Regions from separate parts of the Mus musculus genome. Here region 2 is linked to region 1. Evidence: chromatin contacts called from public Hi-C data. All regions are on one chromosome and are shown on one strand. The core of a region is the stretch at or near the end of the contact, and the rest is flanking DNA. Distances in the headings are between cores, read along the strand shown.

Region 1 (4,559 bases), core at 1,197-3,696:
GCAGCATATTTCAATTAGCCTTTAACTTTCTCCTTATTCATGACCCTTTCCATCTCTTTGGTCCACGAACTGGGATACAGATAGTATCTCAATTCACTCCCTCTATAATCCTGTGATGAAATATCTTATTGCCATTAGTGTTCAGATTGGCAATCAGAAGCTCAGATTTGAAGGACCGTGGTCATGTAGGTTGTAGGTGACATGTGAGATGCAGTCTTTCTAATTGTCTCTGTTCTCTCAGATTCCTACTGGTAGGTAGTTCTGTGAAATCCTATTTCTAAGTAGCCCCATACAACCAGATTAGCATTTTATCACCATAGACCTGCCCATGTCTAATTCTACCTAAGTCTTACTGTCCCAGAATAAAACTACATCAAAGAATGGAGAATGAGACATGGACATTTACTAATTCATTCTTCAGTTTTTTTTTGTTCCTTTTTCTTTTGGTCCTAGGAATGAAACAAGGGCTTCATATATGCGAGGATAATGCAATGCTGTTTTGCTTTATTTTGGATACAGTACAGAATGAGGCCTAGGCTGTCCTTAAATTCCTTGTGTAGCTGAGGCTGGCCTTGACCTGATATTCTTAAGTACATTTACTTCATACTGGGGTTAGAGACATACAGCACCACACCCAGGTTTCCATTCTTAATCTTGGCAAAACTAAGTAGGAGAACTTAGTACCTCTAAGGAGAATGGGGCCAGTCCTTCTCCTTACTTTAATGTTGCTTGGAAAAATACTCGTGACTCCTTCGCCTTTTATAGTCCACATAAATATTCCAAGCTCCTCAAACATTTTGAAGGCACTGTTTTCATCTTTTTATTCCTCTTAAAGTTGAAACAGAAAGCCTCTATGTGTACGCATCCACATGTTTTAGAACTGTGTGCTTCATGTGCTGTGACTTGAAATCCTTCCATGTCATTTTGATTTAATAAATATTTTCATAATCACCCAAATGGTACAGTTCATGCTTTTGTCATCAAATATAAACTAATGTCCTCAAGGGGGGGGTGGAAAAAATGCAATTGTTCTGGCACTGTGCCAAAAATGGCCCAAAGAAGATACTGGAAGCTTGGCTTCTAACATATCTGCCCTGATAAGTTAGCAAAGGTTCAATGAAAACTACAGAGCTGGTTTTTAATTCCTATTGAAATCACTGCAAGTGCTCCAAGTTTTATCACTCATAATTAACATAAAGAAATTAATGTCTTAAGAGCCTCAATATTGGAAGCCCTATGAGTCCTGAGGATATTTAAAGGGAGATGCAAAGTAAATAGGATGAAATTCTTAAGCAAGATTCCTGATATGACAGCACTAAAGAGCTTAGGAGTGTGAAAAGTGCCTCTTTTCTTCCCTTGAATAAGTCCATTACTTGCACTTGGGCGTATTTTAAGGTCCTTTTCATGCTGAATCTAGACTTGAGCATGCTTTGCATTTCAAGCTTTGTCTATCAATCAGTAGAAGCCAAAGTTATTTCTGCTTTAAAATAACAGGAGCCAGGAACAGCTAATCTCTTTTCATTCTGAGTTCCTTACATTATATTACCAGGACAAAGTTTGTGTTGGCTACAAAACAGGCCATTCACAACATCCAGGAGAAGGAATTTAGGTAAGAATGAAGAGAGATTGTAGGATGTATAAAGACTCCCTCTCCTGAGGCCATTAAGAAATTCCAAATTGGCAAGGTTTTGAATAGTGACATTGCATTAGCCTTGCTAATTTCAGTAATTCAAGCTGATAGTCTCTCTTTAAGGGGGAGGGGATGGGGGGACTCGTCCTTGAAAGCAGCCCATCACCTCTGCACCATTTCTCAGCTAAGGTGAGGTGGTATTTTAAGACACGTGATCAAGAGGGGGGACTATAACCAGCACAAGGAAACCTTAGTCAGAAACTCTTTAGAAAGCAATCTAAGCAGTCTTTTTCTAACCAGGAATGAGTCTACAAGACAGGCAACATTTGTCACTCTGTCAGCTCCTTGCATCTGACCCCTTTGATGATTTCTGTCTGGCTCCTTAATTGTGTTCCTTTCAATAATTGGGAAAAGCAAAGAAAACCTTCCAAGGCTTTCTTTTCATTTTAACTTTAATTAACAGATAATGCATATGTTTACGAGATACATTGTGATGTTTTCATGTATGTTCATAATGTAGAGTGATTGGAATTTTTTTCATAATGGGAGCATATTTGATCTTCATTTTATAAAATGTGCAAGGAAACAGATAGACAAAAATGGTAAAAAAAAAAAAACTCTCAACTAACCGTCATTGTGTGTGCTGGCCAAATGTACAGAGGGTAATCTTCAGAGCCTCACAAGTGAAGAAAGTAGGACAGTGGCCGAGTGTTTGAAAGGGTTTAAGGTTTCATCTGAAGAAGAGCTGTACCCTACTGTGCTTGTAGCCGGATATACCAAACACCAGACACCAGCAAGCCAAACAGACCTTGGAAGTAGTCCCAAGTGCAGCGATAGCAGAAGCCTTGGATGCCAAGGCACCCTGGCAACCCAGGCCTTCTGCACATCCAGCCCAAGGTTGTTGACTTAGCTTTGTTTTTAGTCATGCAGTGATGAAGACCAAAGCACGAGAGCTTTGTCGGAATGCTTTATTAGCCAATAAAGTATAAAAACAGAGGAAACTAGGAAAAAAGGGGGTGGATGTAAAAGAGGGGAGAGAAACATGTGAATATATGAATGGCCTTGGGGACAAAAATATTTCACAAGAAATATTCAGTTAGACCATATAAGTAACATCTTGCTGGGTATGGTGGTGAACATTTGTTAATCCCAACGCTGGGGAAGTTGAGGCAGGAGGATCAGTACAGCCTGGGGCATATATCCAGAGACACTCTTTCAAAGCACTAGGGCCAAAAAATGAACTGTATGCTTGTTAAGGTTTACCAATATTTCCATACCCTGTGCCATTGTTACTTGAGAAGTGAGATGAATTCTTACAAGCAGAGCGGTAAGGGAATTGGCTAGTCTCCCCAGGGTTTCTTCTTAGACCCTCTGCATGCTCTGCTCCCACTCAGATTCCCCGGGCTCTTTGCTCGTGCCTCTCTTGTGGCACTTAACACATTCTAACTCAGAGGACAAGTTATTTTTGGGACTCAAATCATCTGCCTCATAAGAGAGAATTCCAGGAGGCCAAGACTTGAGTTTTCTTCTGCCATAGCACTTGGCACCATGCCCAGCAAATGAAAATCATGCCTGCTCACTGCCGCCTCATCTCACACCTGCTCAAGGGCAGCCTGGGCTACATAAGCGGTGTGGGGGGGGGGAATCAACTGTATGCATTTCTGACTCCTGGTACATAGAGAGCTCTTGAGAATAGACTCTATGAGTTATCTAGTGTCCTCAAGGCCTGTCTGTCTGGTTCCTAGTACATTACTAAGTGTTCCTACCTCTCAAGAAATGTTTAGTGAATTAATTTAATAGACTTAAAATACACCCTTCTGTTCATCTATGGCTGCTACCCTATTTATCCATTTGAAGACATGGTTAATGATCACACATGTAAGCACATGTTTATATGGACTCAGGCAATGGTAACAGGAATGTAGTTCATCTGCACTCTATGTATTCGCATCACTGTTCTCCCTGAGAAACAGAAGTGCTCTGAGTTGGAAATGGGTTTAGGGAGAGAAACTGTGCGGACAAGGAGAAAAAGCAGGACGGTAAAGACGGCAGAGAAAGATTGGTAGGTGAAGAATTCCACCTGTCTGTTGTGAGGGCTCTGAACCTTCTTGCTGCCTGCCTGCCTGCCTGCCTGCCTGCCTGCCTGGGGCAGGAAAAAGATAACCCCCCCCCCAAAAAAAAAGCTAAAGTAGAAAAGGGGGCCTCTTAAACTTGGTGTTAGTCTTAATAATAAGGGAAAAAACTTGGATTACTTACCTTGTTGTTAGTCAAAAGGGGGCTTCAGATTTCTCCATTGGGTGACCTAAACTGTAATCTGTCTCTATAGCCCTCTGTTAATACTTCTTGCATTTGTGAGGAAATTATAGTGACTAGAGGGGCTCCATTTACTTCCTCTAATCTCTTGGTGGAGAAATTAAAAAGACAACCAGATATTGTGGTATGACTGGAATTCTCCATGGCCTAGGGAGAGCCGATTGGGACAAATCGATTGAAGAGAACAATCTTTATTTAAGGGTCCTGCATCTTTAATCTCGGCAATCCCTTTGGCAAATTGCTTTTTCTGGTGGCATTGCATACCTAATTACAGTGTGCTCATTTCAGTTTTCTCCTTGCACATTGCTTGCTGTTTGTGCATTGTGGGTTTTCAGGCTGAGCAGCAAACTGAGTACCAGCTTTAAATCCTCATCACCAAAAATGCCCTAAAGGTCTCGGGACCACATTGTCACCACTTTGGGAAGAAAATCAGAAGTCACTAGACAAATACATTTTTCTTTAGCACTTCCTCAGAAGACCCATTTTCTATCATGTTAATGAATTGAATGAATGCTCTTCTCTACCAGATATTTTCAACATCTTAATAATTGTGACAATAAAAAAGATATTGTATGTGGGCCCAACCAATGGCCATGGAAGTAGTTTACATGCTGGG
Region 2 (4,559 bases), core at 1,401-3,900, 82 kb before region 1:
AGGGCTCACTCCAAGAGCATGAAAGAATGGCTTTGAGGAACAAGGCGGAATTCCAAAGCCTGGGGCTTGCCAGGTGAGTCAGCTAAGCTAACACCTTTAGCAGCTCTGTTTCCTCTGGCCCAAGACCTGGAGCAGAGGTGGGAGAGTGGAGGTGGAGGGGCAATAACCCTGCAGGTAAAAGGGTTTGAGACCTGCCCGTAACTGTAGCTAAGGGAACGGAGGCTTCCAAACGATAACAGGAATGTTTATCTTGTAAAGGATCTCAGCAGTTCCCATTGCTATGGAGTCAGTCTGCCCTTTGCTCTAGATCTCTGGCAATTCATTTGGACATTCAAAACAACATGATGAAGTATGAAGCACTTGACATTCCTGGCCAACAGGTTCTTCCTTGATAGACACTGTCCCTTGGATAGGTTTGGGTATTTAGTGCCTGTCGCTTAGCCATCAGAGTTCAAGTGCAAAGGCAAACAAAGAAAACTCTTCAGTGTTCTTTTACCTTGATCCTATGTTCTGGCCCTATAGAACCAGACTGAAGACAACTGAAGTGTTGGGTTTCTCTCAGTGTGGGCGTGGGGAAGTTGAAACTTCTCCTAAGTATTGTTCTCAAGGTTCATTTGGGTGCTCTCAGGAAGTTCTTTGCAAATGTTTGTTGAAGGTCTACTATCTGTCTAGTACTGTCTTTCATACTTTCAAAAGAGCTCTCCACTAAAACATTCCGTGTTCTAGGCACAGTTGGAAGCACATAGCCTATATAATCTCAACTCAATAGCATTTGTCATATCAACTAGTCCCCCACAACATGCTAGTGACATTATTCCTTACCTGTTTGAAGGAGAGCCAGTTTTATTTTTATTTGGGGACTGAACCATACATGCTAGGCAAGTGCCTTACCAGCCCTCTTTTTTTTTTTTTTTATCATTTTTGAGACCTGGTGTCCCTAAATTGCCCAGGCTGGTCTTTAATTCACCTGGAATTCCAGACAGGCTTTGAACCTACAGTCTTCCTGCCTCAGCCTTTAGAGTACCAAAGATTTCAGGCCTATATCCCCAAGCCCAGCTCAAACCAATATTTGAATCTATATCTTTGAATATAAGCCCAATTTTCTTTCTACCACATGACTTGGCCCTTTTGTAAACATGTTATATAGGGGGAGGGATGTATAGTGCTTGCCTGTAATCCTAGCACTTGGGAGGTAGGTTTCCTTGTCACTGTCCTGGATCCTTTGATGGCTAGACTGAGGTACAGGTGGTGCTGTCCCTGTCTCTATCATCCCCTCTCTGCTGAGCCAACTGCTTCTCCCAGCCACAGACTCTAATGGATAATATCAATTTCTTCACCGGCTAGAAACTATTCACTGCATCTCTGGATTTAAGTCATTGATATTCCAAGAGTAATCTTTTAGCCCTTTCTCAAGTGAGGTTTAAAACAAGGATAGAAATGAATTGACACTCACTTACTCTCCTACCATGTTAATGTCTTCTAAAATGAGATGTAAATGGCTTTGCATTCTTCTGATTCCTTCCACAGCATTTTCTTTCTTGCTACTAAAATCTCTGTAATTTCTGAAAGGCAATTGTGTGAAAACACAGGTATTTCTTGGAATATCGTGGATGAGTGTGCTGTTAGCATTGAAAATTTGCCCTGACGTTGTTTATAACTGTTGTGTTGCAGTTAGAAAAAAATGAAAGTGATGAAATATTTCTCTTTGACTATATCCACCAAAATCTAGGTTTAATGCTTGCAATCAGTATAGGGCCAGCTTAATGTACATACTGCAAGTCCCAGGGTAACCAGGGGTAAAAACTATTACCTAAACATAAATAAAAAAATGTCCACAAATCACTAGGAAAAATTGTCACTTTCTTTATTAAACACATTTAAAATCTCAGCTAACTTCATCTTTACTTTTATTTTTGTGTATTTATGCAATTAAGGCTGCATCTCCAACAGAAAACAGTTTTTTCTTAAAGCCTCTTAATAAGTTGCTTTTTGCTACTCTGTGTTCTAGGTTTTTTTTTTTTTAAGCTATTTGTTCTCTTTAAATTTTACCATTTTCCCCTAGTGCTTGTAAGCCAGAATATTTTTCAAGGATGACAGACCATTTATTGTCATGCCACAGTTTCTCCATAAGATGGTGCTCTGAGCATGCATGATCTATAGCTTTTTTTTTTTTCCTTGCTTGCTTTTTCTTTTTCTTTTATTTTTTCTTTCTCTTTTTCTTTTTTCTTTTTCTTTTTTCTCCCAGCCACAATCAGGCAGCAATTGAATGTAAACTTTTGTGAAATCAAATCCTTTTAGCCAGGAGTCAGTCCTTCTGAGATTTGTTCACAAACCCTTACCACCATTCTAATGCCTAGGGCAAGAAGGAAAGTGAAGTCTCTAGCAAGCCCCTTGCCCTAAATCAGAACCAGCAGGGTTAGGAATGCACGGGATATGTTTGAGGGACCTCTAAAGAAAAGAGTTTTATTCTGAGTATGAAACTTGTAGTATTCGCGGTTTGAAAAGTCCCTTGCTGAGTCTGTTTCTTCACGTACATGGCAAGGGGGTTGGACCCGCTGGTCTGTGAAGGCACTTCCATCTCCAGCGTTCTCCATTTGCATCTGCTGATTGCCTCAGCCAGTGCAGATTTAGGAAGAAAAGCTCGCCCATTTTACGCTTGTTTGACTCTATTCCTCTTTTACAAGTGCTCTCTTTGCTTCAACTGTCCCAGGACAAGCATGCCCAGATGTCCTGTTTTAATTAGGTTCCTTTTCTCTTTAAGGCTTTTACACAGGTTTCCTCCCCCCCCCCCTTCCCCTCCAGGCCTTAACCAATCTGCCTGAAAGGGAGAAACATTCTCCTTTTCAGTGCACAAATAGGGTTTTCTTAGTATCACGGCAGTCATTTTTGTGCTGAATAGATCCAAACAGGAGGGGGGGGGGATACTGCACGAAGTGCTTAAAGGTAACACCTCTAACATCATGCTAAATATATACAGCCAAGAAAGCACCCTGTTTCGGTGGAGGTGGGCATTTCTATTCTTTTATTGCCAGAAGCATATTAAAACTTCTGGGAAGAGGCAGTTGTGAAAGGAGGAGGACAATTAATCAAGCCACAGAAAAGTATTGCTAACCAGATAACGCACCATGAAAATCCCCCGAGGCTAATGAGTGTTCCTGTCTCTGGCATCCCCTAAGAATTGAGTGGGGCAGATGAATTGGGGCTATGATGGCTCAACCTCATTCAAAGACTATCATGAACTGCAGGCATCAGCAGCACTGCGGAGACCCATGGAAGTGAAATGCTGAATGAATTCATTAACTGCAAACTCCAGAGACATCCCTAGCTGATTCCCTTTGGGCTTTGACCCTCAGAGTACACATGTCCCATGAAATACCCTGAGAACACACCATCTGTGTCCCTTTGCTATTGCAGGGAGGCACATGTGCTTAAAGTAAACACAGTCAATTTTTTTTAAGTTATTGAACAAAAGAAATGATGGAGTGAAGTAATGGATAGATTAAACTGGCTTTAGAAATCGTTCACTAGATATACACATATCTGAGCATCACAGTGTACATGATAAATACATTCAAATTTTGTCAATCATGGTTACAAACGCTGAAAAAAACTGAAGTTAACTGTGATGTGCAATTCCATTTATTTTTTTTTTAAATCTAATAGTTACATAGGTTTAGAAAGCTCACAGGAGGGACTGAGGATGTGACACAATAGCAAAGGACTTCTCCAGTATGAGCAAGGCCCTAGGTTCAGTTGTCAGCACCACACAGAGAAACAAAAATCCATGGTATAAAATACAGAAGATAAATCAAGTTGTAAAATACATAAGCAAGTCTTGCCCAGCACTTATTGAAAGTAACAGCTGCCACTACTTTCTTGTTTTCTGTACATATTTGAGCAGTTTTATAACACATGAGAGTACAGGTGTTCTCCTTTTGTAAAAGATGGATCCTAGGACCCCTGGTTGGTTCCTTAAAAGAATGATAGTACTGAACCCCACATGAATAGTCATCTCTCTATGTCCAAGGATTCAATCAAACACAGTTTGGAAACACAATTAGGAGGAGAAGATTGGCAATATAGGTTTGACCTCATGCTTAGCAGGCAGAAGGTCCTAACTTTGATCTTTGATAGGATGAGGGAAAGAAAGGAAATGTTGGTCAGTGGGAGAACCCTTGCCTGATATGCCTGAGGCCCAGCACTGAAAAGAAAACGAACAGACAACTATTACAAAGTTTAGTTTAGAAATTAGACATGAACAGATTAATAATCATATCATAAAACAATTCTAGCTGTGTATTACAGTAAAAGTTTTATGATCTCTCCATCACTCTGAAGTCAATCTGACAACTTAGACTTGTTGAACACAGAAATAATTTATATCCTAGGCATGAATGAGTGGATGGTATAGGTTTTATCATACTTAAAACAAAACTCAATTTAAAACTTATGAATTAATGATTTCTGTAGTTTTTCACTTAATGTTGTCAGTCTATTGCTATTGCTGTGTGCCAGCCAGTGATTCTATAGAAGGGGAAGCTGTAGACAGGTGGAAAAAG

Evidence for each region. Hi-C and Micro-C count contacts between places; a contact is called where the count stands out from the background.
Region 2: a contact with region 1 is called in a Hi-C map of neural progenitor cells, with 2.3 times the contacts expected there. The contact joins two enhancer-like sites. A contact is called at or near these places in 1 of 39 promoter capture datasets (stem cell-derived epiblast-like cells), 9 of 484 Hi-C or Micro-C datasets (cerebellum, embryonic fibroblasts, embryonic stem cells and 4 more), 2 of 115 datasets of contacts at active chromatin or transcription factors (both in embryonic stem cells) and 1 of 9 other capture datasets (embryonic stem cells).

Annotation. Positions count from the first base shown.
Region 1 is chrX:52,286,043-52,290,601 of GRCm38.p6, reverse strand. The region is part of intron 7 of Gpc3 (glypican 3); the gene reads left to right. Among named protein-coding and RNA genes, the nearest start is that of Mir6384, 90 kb to the left of the region's middle. Within about 2 kb of position 2,446, at least 6 of the 459 cell types and tissues checked have an H3K27ac peak or open chromatin away from gene starts, as enhancers often do. A contact at or near this core is called in neural progenitor cells, where this site is marked.
Region 2 is chrX:52,368,167-52,372,725 of GRCm38.p6, reverse strand. The region is part of intron 5 of Gpc3 (glypican 3); the gene reads left to right. Among named protein-coding and RNA genes, the nearest start is that of Mir6384, 7.7 kb to the left of the region's middle. Within about 2 kb of position 2,650, at least 20 of the 459 cell types and tissues checked have an H3K27ac peak or open chromatin away from gene starts, as enhancers often do. A contact at or near this core is called in neural progenitor cells, where this site is marked.